Regions from separate parts of the Macaca mulatta genome. Here region 2 is linked to region 1. A link is a contact called in public Hi-C data. All regions are on one chromosome and are shown on one strand. The core of a region is the stretch at or near the end of the contact, and the rest is flanking DNA. Distances in the headings are between cores, read along the strand shown. Region 1 holds the start of VLDLR (very low density lipoprotein receptor). Region 2 overlaps SMARCA2 (SWI/SNF related, matrix associated, actin dependent regulator of chromatin, subfamily a, member 2).

Region 1 (6,507 bases), core at 2,736-5,235:
CACAAGTTCTTACTATGGTTCATAGGATAAAATCCAAAGCCTTAGCATGACACCCTAGACTCCAGCTAATCCAGTCCTTGCCTTTCTTCTTCAGCCTTACTTCACATTGTTAGTCCACTTGAACCCCACCCTTGAACCACCCTGAATCCCTTCCATTGCCTTGAATACATGCTGCTCTTTTGCCTTTGTGCCCTCTGCTAACCGTGGTTTTCCTTCCCTCTTCCTCTGGTGTATCAGTCAGGTTAACACTAGGTTATGCTGAGGTAACAAAATCTCAGTAGGTGAAGATGACAAAGATTTACTACTCTCTCACCCGTTCTGTCAGGGGATGGCAAGTTTTTTGTTTTTTGTTTTTTGTTTTCCTAAAGAGCTAGATGGTAAATATTTTAGGCTTTGTGAACAACATACAGTCTCTGTTGTACACTATACCTCTTCTTTGTAAAACTCTTTTTAAATGTAAAGATCATTCTTATCTGTAGGCCATACAAAAACAGGTGATTGGCTAGACTTGGCCCATGAGCCCTAGGTTGCTAACCTCTACTCTATGTGAACATTGCTAAAGACACATAGACAGCAGGGAACTACTCACATGGGTAGTTCTAAATGAATCTAATCACTCAGAGACCTGGACTAATGCAGCAGCCACCTCTTAAACATTTCTTATCACCATGCAGACAAAAAGAGAGGGTCTCCTATATGCAATTAAATGCTCCAGTCTGAAAGTGGCACCCTGTAACTTAGACTCACAAATAATTAGCCAAAGTTAGTCTTTCGACCCCATCCAACCATAAGGGGGCCAGGATGTCCAATCCTACCATGTGTCCAGAAGTAGGGAGAATTCAGATTACTGGGTAAAAATCATGAAAAAAGCTCGGAAACAAACGCTCTGTGAAGCCTTTTCTGATACCCTCATCCTGCAGCCAGAATAGCTGCTTCTTCCCTGCAATCTTATAGCACTTTAAGCATCTCTTAATCAGAGTGCTATACATAGGGTACTACAATTGCCCACTTGCCTGCCTCCCCTACCAGATGCTGAGCTTCCTAGATAAGCACTTCTGTATGCCCACTGCTTTGCACATTGCCTGTTAGCGAGGGATGCTCAGTATGTGTTGCTTCAACAAATAAATGAATGTGGTGGATTGTAGGAGTGAATGGGATTGCCTCTGCATTTACCTGAAGGCATCAGGAATCCAGCAGTGTCAACTTATCTGAACCCACTTAGTTCAACCATTTCAATCTCCACTTATGATCAATTAGCTCAGTTAGTTCAACCACTTCCATCTCCACTTATCAATTTATCTTTTTAGTTATTAGCTACTTTCTATCATAATCAAATGCATTTCTCCATACAACCTTTTTCTTCTAATAAACAATGCCTTGCAGAGAGCTGGTCCGTGAGGCCACGGAGCACTTTGATATAATGTGGGTCGGTTTTATTTTCAGTTTACTGGCCAAAAGGCAGACACAGAGCGGCACAGTGATTTTTACCAAGTTATATGTCGATCACAGATGGAGCCAAAAGTTATGCTTTATTTTGAGTCAACAAAAAAGTTACAGGATTGAACATAGAGCTGCAGCTAAGTTCACTGAAAGTTTATTTATATCCCTTGGAGAATTAGAAAGTACTCACACATGTTTTTCAAAGATAAGTCTTATTATACCATATCAATGTATAGCTTGTAGTATACCTATATCTCTGAGAAAAGTATTAAATCAAGTCATATGACTGTTTATTAATGATGCCTCTTTTCGTATTGATTCCACCCATCCCCTCTACTCCTTTCCTCTTGTGTACAGCGACAGCTCATCAGATGGCATTTCAGAACCCTGAGAATATGAAAGACATCAGGCACTAAGGTTTTCCCATCACATCTCAATGCCGTTTGGTGAATAACACCAGCATGCATCTTCACTACTAAATGTCATAAAAACAAATTTTAGTTGTTTCACATACAACCTGTGTGACTGCTGCAGTTTGTATCAACTATGTAACCACAGGGTGGGCAAAATAGCATTCAAAATGAACTATAGTGCAAGATCCCCTCCATACCTAGAGTTAAGCCCTTTCAGGCTTAGCAGTCACAATCAGGGTATCTTTGGTCCCACAGAAACATATCCTGACTTGGAATTTTCCTCTCCTGTGTGTTTACTGGATATAGTAAGTTCCTAACAGACATCTCCCCTGATTGCTAGCCTTGACAAATTTCCACAAGAACCAGGGCAAGGAGAAGACAGTGAGGCAGTGCCCACTACTCTTCAGATCACCAACAGAATAGAGTCAGAATATGATATTATTGAAATCTTCCAAGTTTGAATCAAGATAAAAACAACTTTTTAAAAATACCTAAAAACCTTTTATTTAAGAAAGTGAAATCGCTCAATGTGCCCTCCCACTCTGGTTAGATGCTTAGCAGACCACAGCAGACAATGCACCTCAACCAGGGCTAAGTGTGCAAGAAAACTGAAGTACACAAAAAGCAAATTATAGACTCAGGTACTGTCAGGCACAAAAGAAGAATCAGTCCTTTCTAGGAGTCTTGCCTTTGCTTCCTTTATTCTTTCCTCGATTCTTGTAATTGAATGTTACAAAGTATATCAAGAGGAATAAACGTATGGGTCCCGTCTCTTCCAAACAAGAAAAGGTTAAGCTTTTAATTACAGGCCCTCAAACTATCATTTTGTGCAATTAGCAATTAACTATAATCGTTGATGAGCAAACGCAAAGCTGCGCTAGCAATTTCCCTTCTCCTTATCCCAGGCTGGGTTATTTTAGTCTTGTTCTATTACAGAGGAGCAGTCACAACCGCGCGCACTCTTTCTTTCAAACATACACACTCTCTCACTTAAAGACACATTTAGTTTTTAGGAAAATGGCATCTCAGCGTGCGATTGAGACCGACATCCCAAACCCCACATTTGAGCGCCCCAAACGTTTGGAGCCCCTCAGCTTCATCACTTTCTGAGTGGAGAGAGGAGGCCCGAAGAAGATGCTACCTACCATCCTCTCTCAGGGGCGCAGGAGAGGGTGGTAGAGAGATGATTGTTGCCCCTGGAAACTGCAAGTACCCCCCAGGTGCACGCCCCGTTAGTGGGGAGGCAGTGGCAATAGCAACGATAGTTGCATCAGCGCTAACTGCTGCTGCTGCTGCATGTTCTGCTGGCGGCTGCCGGGAGGGTACAGTAATGACTGTAGAGAGCGCACAGCTGCTGCGGCGGCAGGTTCCCTGGATCAGGAAATTAGGACAGGCACCGGGGATTGGAGACGAGGGCGGTGCGCGAGCCAACCAGCGGCCGCCCCGGGCCCCCGTGAGCTCCAGGCGGCCTCGCGGAGCAGCCGGGCCCCTAAAGCAGCCCGGGTGGCGACGGCGGCGGCGGCGGCCACAGCCACGACCACGGTCACTCATGCACGCACGCTCACACTCGCACACTCCCGGCGCGGGCACCCAGCTGCCCGGCGCGTGTAAGAGGAGCGCGTCGAGGGAAAGGAGGACTGAAGCCGCCGCGCTCCCGCCCGCCCGCCGCGCCTCCCGTTGACCACTCCCCCTCCTGCCCCCTCCCCGCTCCTCACCCCGAGCTCCAGCCGCCGCCGGTGTGGGTGCTCCGCTACCGGCTCCTCTCTGTTCTGTCCTCTCTTCTGCTCTTGGCTCCCCACCCCCTCTCCCTTCCTTCCCCTCCCCTTCCCTCCCCTCCTCTGCAGCGCCTGCATTATTTTCTGCCCGCAGGCTCGGCTTGCACTGCTGCTGCAGCCCAGGGAGGTGGATGGGTGGGTGGGTTGGCTGGTGGGGAGGAGATTGTGCAAGTTGTAGGGGAGGGGGTGCCCTCTTGTTCCCCGCTCCCTTCCCCCCCAACTCCTTCCCCCTCCTTCTCCCCCTTTCCCCTCCCCGCCCCCACCTTCTTCCTCCTTTCGGAAGGGCTGGTAACTTGTTGTGCGGAGCGAACGGCGGCGGCGGCGGCGGCGGCGGCGGCACCATCCAGGCGGGCACCATGGGCACGTCCGCGCGCTGGGCGCTCTGGCTGCTGCTCGCGCTGTGCTGGGCGCCCTGGGAGAGCGGCGCCACCGGAACCGGTGAGTGAGGACGCGCCCCTCCGCCGGCGGCCGGGACCCAGCCGGGGCACCGGGAGACCCCGAGGCGCAGGTCTCCGTTTGCCCACCGCCTCCTAGGAGGCGCCTCTCGGCTCTCTCTTGCCTTCTCTCCCTCCCCTCAGTGGTGGCGCCTCTGAGCTGTCAGCGCCGCGGCTAAAGGGAGCTGGGCTTGGGGAACAGTGGGGTTTGGGGTGTCCTGACGCCTCGCCTGAACTAGTCTTCGATCCCTCACACCGCCTCCCCCAAAGCCGCTGCTTTGCCTCGTTTCTCGCCCCCTTGACAGGGGCTGAGGTATGTGGGCTTCTGAGCATTGAACAATGGTTCTGCCTCCTCTGCCAGGCGGAGTGTTAGGAAGGAGGTAGAGGGCCGAGACGTGCGCGGCAGCCCGGGGCGCGCGCCTCGAACCTCAGGGAGTGTGGGAGCGGACGGTGGGCGAAGGTGAGGGCCTCCGGGGACGCGGGGCGCCAGGTGCGGGCCGGGGCTCGGAGTCTTCCGGCGGCCGTGAGCGGGCGCACGTTCGGTGGGCGGCAGCCGGGAGGCTCCGCGGAGCCGCGGGCAGTGCGCAGTCTGCGCACCCAGACTGCGTCTCCCCCGGCGCGGGGCCGCCTCTCCGGCGTGCGGGGTAGGGGAGGAGCGGGCTTTACGCAGGACTGTCCTCTGGGTGCTTCTCCCCTCCCTTTTCCACGCCTCGGGCGGCATTTGGAAACCTCTCGGGTCTCTCGTGTAGCTGAATGGGGAGGGGGAATGGAACGAAGACTTAATCAGGTTAGTTTGCTGATCCTCCTTCCCGTTGACGTTTCCTCGAGAGGAATTGAGTCCTAGGCTAGTGACTGTAATTAGCCTTCATTCTAAACAATAAATCAAAGGAACAGCGCGAGAGCGAGTGTGTGGCCCTGTCTTGTTGAGAAGGGCGGTGTGACTACTGTCGGGTCCCTAGAGTCTGCCGCAGGGGCTTGGGGGCCCTGCCTGGTCTTCAGCCACGTTCCCACTTGGGGCCTCATAACTTTCCTGGACAAGCGACAGGAAGCCCTTCTAAGAGGACTCAGTCAGAATCCTAGCGCGTCCCAGAAGTGATCTTCAGATGTGACGCCAAGGGGCTTGTTTGCCAGCTGCGGGGAATTGGGACTGAAAGCCGCCCCAGCCCGAAACACCCATTCCAGAGTCCCTAGCTCCAGTAGCCAGGTGGCTTAAGGGGCCCTGCCTGCCTGCAGTCACGTGCTCCTGAAGTGAGAGCGAACTTTAAAGTTTGTGGTCAAGGAGCCTCTCGGGCAATGCCTGGGGTTTTTACGTCTCCGAATGCCCCTGCCCTTTAGTTGCCACTGTCCGGAGGGTGTGAACTGGGATTGGCCTTTCTGCCCTCTGCGATTGGCTGGCAGTGCGATCACGTTTAGGTTGATCACATGGTTCCGCGGACTCCTAAGCGAGCAGCACGGGAAGTGTTATTTTCAATGGAAAGTAGGAGACTCCACAAGCTCCTCAAATGCCTTCCCCTGCCTGGACTCTTTGAAGAGGACGAATGTGTAGTGAACATGGAATCTGATGTGTAACAAGCCTGAGAGCCTAGAAAAGCTCTGCTTACAAGAGTTTTCAAACGCTAGCATTAATCATTAATGGATGAGTAATACTAACTTATTAAACGATTTCTCAGTATAGTGCCATGACTTGTATTATGCCTTTTGAAACATTTCAAAACACTAAGGTATACCAGGAGGGACAATTATCCAGGAAGGTGAGAGAAAACTTTCATTTTTGCTGCATGTCCCTTCCACTAGAGGTTAACTTTACCTTATAGAATGTTAGGAGTGCACCTAAACTGACTTGAGTTAGTCAAAGCCAGATATTCACCTTGTATTAGGCAGGTGAGGATCCTCTTTGTCACATGTGAAATATTTGACATGCCATGAACAATGGAAAAAACAAATTCTTCAAAGGAAAGGAGGCAGATTCTTTCAGAACTGGAGGAAATTTGGGCTGAGGCAGGTATTGACTCTAAACCAATCCCAACTGGCATCTGTCTTAAGTTCAAAGTCCCAGGGTATGTGGGCTCACTTCCTACCCTGGAGCTTCTACGCTCGCCCTGTCTCTCCACTGGCACATGGTGCTGTTCCAGGTACTCCTGGACAAGGCAGGTGAGCACCGAGACTCTGGCAAGGAACTTAAAGCTATTGAGAAGTTGGTATATCTGATTGCACAATTGCTGGGGGTTCTAGGACATTTTCCTCCAGCCTGAGTAGTCAGGATTAAGATCTGTGGTATGATATATTCTTGAAGGTCAAAGTCTAAAAATCCAAGGTTTTGTGAGAGCTATTCATATATGGCTAGCAACTAGACTAAGAGTAGAAGGAAACTTCCCTCACTGTGAGAAGTGGGTTGGTGTTACTGGTGGTAGTAGTAGACCTGGAGGGAAGAAACTGGAAGGCATG
Region 2 (6,422 bases), core at 3,042-5,541, 510 kb before region 1:
GCTAACATGGTGAAACCCCATCTCTACGAAAAAATACAAAAAAAAAAAAAAAAAAAAAAAGTAGTCGGGCAAGGTGGCAGGTGCCTGTAGTCCCAGCTACTCGGGAGGCTGAGGCAGGAGAATGGCGTAAACCCAGGAGGCGGAGTTTGCAGTGAGCCGAGATCGCGCCACTGCACTCCAGCCTGGGTGACAGAGCGAGACTCTGTCTCAAATAAATAAATAAATAAATAAAAATAAAATAGGTTCTAGAGGTCATATTTGGGTATGCATAGATATTTATTTACATTTTATCAGTTTTAGCTTTTAAGAAAACATTATATTGAATCCCGATTTCAGTACGGTAGAACCAAAGGAAGAGGGAAAAGGTAAATAGCAATGATTGATGGTCCATTTCATTGTGGAAATGACACATCTAGCTAGTGTTTATACAGAACTAATGTTGATGGAAATGTAGTGGCAGATTATTTTTTAAAAATCCATCGTATTGTTTAGTTATAGATTAAAGCCAAGTGTGTGGCCCTAAGTTTATTTACAAGTGAACTGGATTATTAAAAAGAGAGAAGGTAGGGAAGTAGGCATTTTGAAGGCTCTGAAAGGAAGCCATTTCGCTTACAACTAGAGTAGTTGGAACGCGGTTACCTCTGAGCTCTGTCTCTCTGTGGTATAATACTTTTGTAAGAGCACAAAGTTTAAAATGTAAAGAATTCAGGAGCATTCCTCCCATGAGCAGTGCCCACAAGGTATTGAAAATTTAGTATATTCATGGCCAACGGACTAGTGAAACCATTTATGTCTCTTCCACATGTCCAGCTGTGGTTAGCTATCTGTACTGATACCTTGGGTCACCGTTTTTTTTATTCCTGATTGTTCAATTCAAAGCACAACCCCTACTGAATAAAAGGAAACTTTCTTAAAGATCTTTCTTTTCCATACTCAAAGAATAAGTTTCTTCCAGGGAAGCAATGAGGTGTATAGCCAAGAGGTCATATTTTTAAAATGCATTCCCAATTTGAGTTTTTCCACTATTACTTGAAAGGGGAAGCTTTGTACACACACAGACTAAGAAAAGGAAATTCTTAAAGAGTACTTTTTAAATGTGTGAATAAGTTTCAAAAGATGGGTACAGAGGAAGGGAAGGGATTTTCCTTAGTGGAATCTCTCCCTAGATATTTAGGGATGAGCTAGAACAAGTCAACCAGGATGAGAGAGGTTGAAAGGGACCCTGCAGCCATAGGGAATGACTTGGGGAAGTTGTATGTACTGTAAAGTCTGTACCATACAGAAGCCCTGACTTTCGGTGACCCTCTTATTAATGTCTCCAGCGGATGGACATGGACCGGCGGAGGGAAGATGCCCGGAACCCGAAACGCAAGCCCCGCTTAATGGAGGAAGATGAGCTGCCCTCCTGGATCATTAAGGATGACGCCGAAGTAGAAAGGCTCACCTGTGAAGAAGAGGAGGAGAAAATATTTGGGAGGGGGTCTCGCCAGCGCCGTGACGTGGACTACAGTGACGCCCTCACAGAGAAGCAGTGGCTAAGGGTGAGTGTGGCTTTTCTAACCTGTTCTCACTAGCTGGAGTGTTTTTGGTGGCTTGGAGAAACTAGGGGCCTAGAGCTGGAATTTTCTGAGGAGGATGAGTTTGCAATCAAATCGAATTTTCTGAGGAGGATGAGTTCGCAATCAAAGGGAAGGAGCTTTTGAACACAGAAGATAAAGTCATTCTACTGTTGCATGAAAAGATAAAGTCATTCTGCATTCCAAGGCACTGCTTGGAAAAAATCCGCAGAATTTTTTTGCTAGAGCAGAACTGGCCATTGGAAGCACAGGATTATGAGAGCTATGAGACCTACTAATGTTTTATGACCAATTGCCTGGTCATGCCTCACTCTCCAACTGAGAATCAAAATGTGGAAGGGCACCTTAGAGATCTTTTTAATTGTTCCCCCTCACTTCATGGTCTTTAATCGAGGTTTTACTTCTGCAGGGTCTGCACAGATCTTTCAGGGATAGCAGAGTTTTTGCTAACTGTGTTGTTATTGTGTAGACCCGTAGTACTTTTAGAGCTGGAAGGTGCCTTTGTACTTGCTTGGTTTGATGAAGAAATTGAGGCCCAGAGAGGTGACATGGCTATGCAGGACACACAGCTGGTTAGAAAGCACAGAATTGATTCGGTGGGTGCTTATGTATCTGCATGCTTGATTTAGGCTTGATCTGATCTGTCCCTCACAAACACAGACTAGAGCCTGGGACTTGGGTCACCGATGCTTGGAAATGTTATTTGGGAGTTTGGTTATGTTGTTTCCCCTTTGGAAAATGGTGATTTCTCATTTTGACTGAGGACTGAAATCTCAGAATGTTCCCTGGGCAGCACAGAAATATCAAAATGCTCTTAGGAGTCACATGTGTGAACGCTGAGGCCCGGGTGACTGTTCCGTTTGAAGGGTTAGCTCTACTTCCCATTTTTGGGAGTAGACTTAGTACCTAGAAAGGCACAGCAACCTGGGACATGCAGTCCAGACACAGCCAGTAAATGCATGCTGGAAATAGTAAGTGCAGTTGGGTAAACACCAAGCAAAACAAAAGCTTCGGGGAGTTGTTCGTTTTATCCAAAGGGAATACAGTTCCCAAGCTTTGTGAAACATGGATTTTAGGACCCAGGTTTTAAGTAGGTAGGTGGGTAGAAAGGCAGTGGGCAGAATTTTGAGATTATATATCGATGGTGAACAGGTCTTGTCACCGCTTGAGATGTGATTTACTTAGGATGTTGTATGATGAGAGGGATGTGACCTGAATTTTGAAAAGATGGGGGAGCCTGTGATTCTGAATAGCACTGCTCATTATTTGTGGTTGAACAATTGTGTATAAAACATAACATTTGTGTGATTAGTTTATTGTCATATCCAGTCAAATAGTACAGTGACCTCAGAATATGATTTTATGAATTTTGTTTCACTATTGAGATTATAGTTATGTAATTAGGATTCATTCTATAATATGAAGAGTTTTTTGGTTAATATATATTTCTGAGCTTGGGAAAACTTTTATTTAAGCAATAAATTGAGTACCTGGAGTATTATTACAGCAGATGGGACAATAATGATCTGGGCCACCTTTTTTTTTTTTTTTTTAGACAGAGTCTCTCTCTGTCACCCAGGCTATAGTGCAGTGGTGCGGTCTCAGCTCACTGCAACCTCTGCTTCCCGGGTTCAAGTGATTCTCCTGCTTCAGCCTCCCCAGTAGCTGAGACTACAGGAGCACGTTACCATGGCTGGCTAATTTTTATGTTTTTAGTAGAGATGGGGTTTCACCATGTTGGTCAGGCTGGTCTCAAACTCCTGAGCTCAGGTGATCCACCTGCCTCAGCCTCCCAAAGTGCTGGGATTACAGGCGTGAACCACCGTGCCTGGCTGGGCAAAATTTTTAAAGCTAAGCTTTGATATGTTTACTCTCCAGACATTAAAAGCAAAATAACCTTGTTTATTGGGCAAGAATGTAGCTGAACTTACTTTTTTAAAATAATCATTGGGAATTACCCTTAAGAAAAACAACATTATGAATCTCAGAAAGTTTTCCAGTTTAAGACATCTGTTTTTTTTTTTCTCTTTTTCATTCAGTTTCTACCCCTGATGATTAACACAGTGCCTAGCATAAAGACTCAGTGAGTGTTTGTGAAAATGAAAGTATAAACTTAAGAGGAAAGGGAAAGTGACTAACTTATCAGCAGTGTTAGGAGAGCATTTCTCTTTTTAGTGCATCTAGTAGACTTCTTTTATCTACAGCACACACATTTAAAAATGGAAAATTAGTTTGTTTTACAAAACTACACTGTGAAAATTGGTTTTTATAATTGTAATTCTACAATGCCTTGCAACATACTAAGTCATCCAAGAAGGATGAAACTATTCTCAAAACAGCTTTATTGTAACATATCTTTTTGTAATCTAATCCTTTGAAAACTGCATGCCCATATTTGGTATGAAACTGGCAACTTGCTATTAACTAGGACATGCAATGGATGCAACATGCCCCATGGCCTAAACATGCAAAGTAGATGCTTCCTGTCATTGGTGTTCACCAGCAGCAATCCTATTTAATATTAGCCTGTTAAGCTTTTTTGATGATAAAATGATATTGAAGGGGTTCTCATGGGCCTGGATGTGAAGAGATGTTCTCTACTGGCTTATGATTTAACACATTGCGTGAACCCAGCCAACATGGCCTTGAAAGGGAGTTTGGCAAGGACCGTTGTGTAAGAAATGCTGTAACAGGGCTAAAATAATTCTTCTTTTTCCTGGCAATGTTTTACAAAGCCTGCTTGGCAGAGACATCGAAGATACATAGCATCGCAGAGCTGCAAGGCAGTTGAATGGAACAGCTTCCCATCCCTTGCTTAAATCACATTCTCTGCAATCTCTGTGCCAGGAGGCTGGCCATCCCTAAAAGGAAAAACTACCTTTTTTTTCTGTGTAGCCCCTGCAGTTCATGGTCAGCTCTGATTAATAGTTCTTCCTCCCTTTGAATAGAATCTTCTTTCCTTGTAGCTTCTCCTTACAGGCCTTGATTCTTTTCCCTGGGGTGAACAAAACAATATTTTTTTCTGTCTTTAGCATCACAGCCCCATGGATAAAATGTTTGCAAACTCATGGTAAGTCTGGATTGAACTTTTCTACCTTCCTCTTTCTCTTCAACTTTCCTCCTCCTTCAAGGCCCAGTTCAATTGCTACCCACTCTGTGGCGCCTTCACAGATAAATATTCATTGCACTTTTAATTGTCCTCTTAATATTTCTTTGCTTGTCCTTCAGTTACAGTTTCCTAGTATTCTCGGTAGTTGCCAACCTGCCTGCTTTCCTGACTAGTTGATAAGCTGGCTCTGTATCTTGTTAGAATTTAGGACTTCTGTGTACAAATACTAAGTGCCCATCAATTGCCAAATTGAAATAGCACTGGAGTGACAGATAAGGGTATAGATAGATGTGGGTAATGTCCATAGATGGACCTCAACATGCCCTGTCCATGGACCTATCCAGAAAAATAAATAAAAGTTGATTTGTCATTTCCATGAAAGTCCATAGTAGGTGTTCTTGATTGGTGAGGACACCTGTTCTCCATAGGGTCATTCAGAGAGCCAGGCTGACAGAGCCTCTGCCAACTTGGTCATCTCCATCCACTTGAGCTGGAAGTGGGGAAAACAACATGAAGTAGTGAGTATGGAAGTCTAATGGGCCCTGCCTAAATGGTTATAATTCCATTGGCTAGAACTTGGTTATGTGGCCACTCCAGCTGCAAAAGAGACGGAAATGTGGTCTGGCTGTGAGCCCAGGAAAACAAAATTTTGGTGAATATTTAGCTATCCCTGCCTCAGCACACTTAGGTTAAATTTAAGTGTTATGGTCACTTTCTTTGCAAATGGTGTTATGGTTTCATTGTAAACAGGTTTTATTTTATAATCATGGCATGCTAAAAATTCCTACAGTGTCCTTTAGAGAATCTGTTTAGTTGGTGGAATTTAAAATTTTTTCTGCATTCATAATGTTGTTTTTAATCAGGAGGATCACAATTTCAAACACAGTTCAGTTTTTTTTTTAAGGTATTTTATGTTGTTTTGAAATTCCTATTTCCACTGAGGAAACTTAAATGTCTTTAGTGTTAGCTGGTCTCGAGTTAGCGTCATCTTTTTGTGGTAGTCAGTTCAACATTCACTTACCCTCTGGGCTGTTTCTCTCTTCCCCTTGGGGCTCCCATCCCATCTTCCTCTCCAAGGTGGCATCTGGATAAAGATGTGGTGTTTAAGTATGGCATTGGGGGCGAGCATCCTGGTTCTTCTGCTCCCCATGGGTCTCCAGTGACCTCAGCATACAGCTGTTGGTCTGCTCCTGTCCTGGGAGGTCTTTACATGCAGCTGGTTTCATCTCATTGTTTTAGAGACCTTGATGACATGTGCTATTGAAATCGGGAGCCTGGCCACAGGCACTAGTTAGAAGCTGTCCTCCATTCTCACATCTCATAAGACCTCTGGCCTCTTTGGCCTCATGGTGCTCTTAGCTCTTTTGTGTTCTGTTTGGAAGTCTGCAAACCCTCCTTGACTGATTTCTCCACACTGTGCCAGAACATGCAAGGTGCAGTGAAACTGGCCCCTTCCTCAACAGTTGCTAAGTCACCATCAGGGGTTGTCAAACCTGAAGCTTCTAGAATCTGATGGTTGGGTGGGTCCTAGAGCTTTTTAAAGAAAGCAATTCAAAAATGTTTTAAGTTTGCAAATTGTATAAAAGTATGTAACTGTATTTGGGATCACATAGTGAGGGGTCCTCCTAGAGCTTTGGAAGGAGCTTGTGAGTGAGAGGCCTAAAGCCCAAGCTTCATTAGCTTTCCAATAAATCCACCTTTAGCAGTTTTAGTGCCTCATTCTCTTCCTCTCCACT

The links. Hi-C and Micro-C count contacts between places; a contact is called where the count stands out from the background.
Region 2: a contact with region 1 is called in a Hi-C map of fetal cortical plate, with 2.3 times the contacts expected there. The contact joins the enhancer-like site here to the promoter of VLDLR in region 1. A contact is called at or near these places in 2 of 14 Hi-C or Micro-C datasets (fetal cortex germinal zone and fetal cortical plate).

Annotation. Positions count from the first base shown.
Region 1 is chr15:96,832,883-96,839,389 of T2T-MMU8v2.0, reverse strand. VLDLR (very low density lipoprotein receptor) reads left to right here and starts at 3,985. Exons shown (of 19, transcript NM_001032907.1): 1 at 3,985-4,066. The coding sequence starts at 3,985. LOC106993776 reads right to left here and starts at 5,737. Exons shown (of 2, transcript XM_077966128.1): 1 at 3,892-5,737. The coding sequence starts at 4,783. The coding sequence ends at 4,313.
Region 2 is chr15:97,338,625-97,345,046 of T2T-MMU8v2.0, reverse strand. SMARCA2 (SWI/SNF related, matrix associated, actin dependent regulator of chromatin, subfamily a, member 2) reads left to right here. Exons shown (of 35, transcript XM_077966143.1): 29 at 1,323-1,541. Among named protein-coding and RNA genes, the nearest start is that of SMARCA2, 150 kb to the left of the region's middle. Within about 2 kb of position 4,291, at least 16 of the 40 cell types and tissues checked have an H3K27ac peak or open chromatin away from gene starts, as enhancers often do. A contact at or near this core is called in fetal cortical plate, where this site is marked.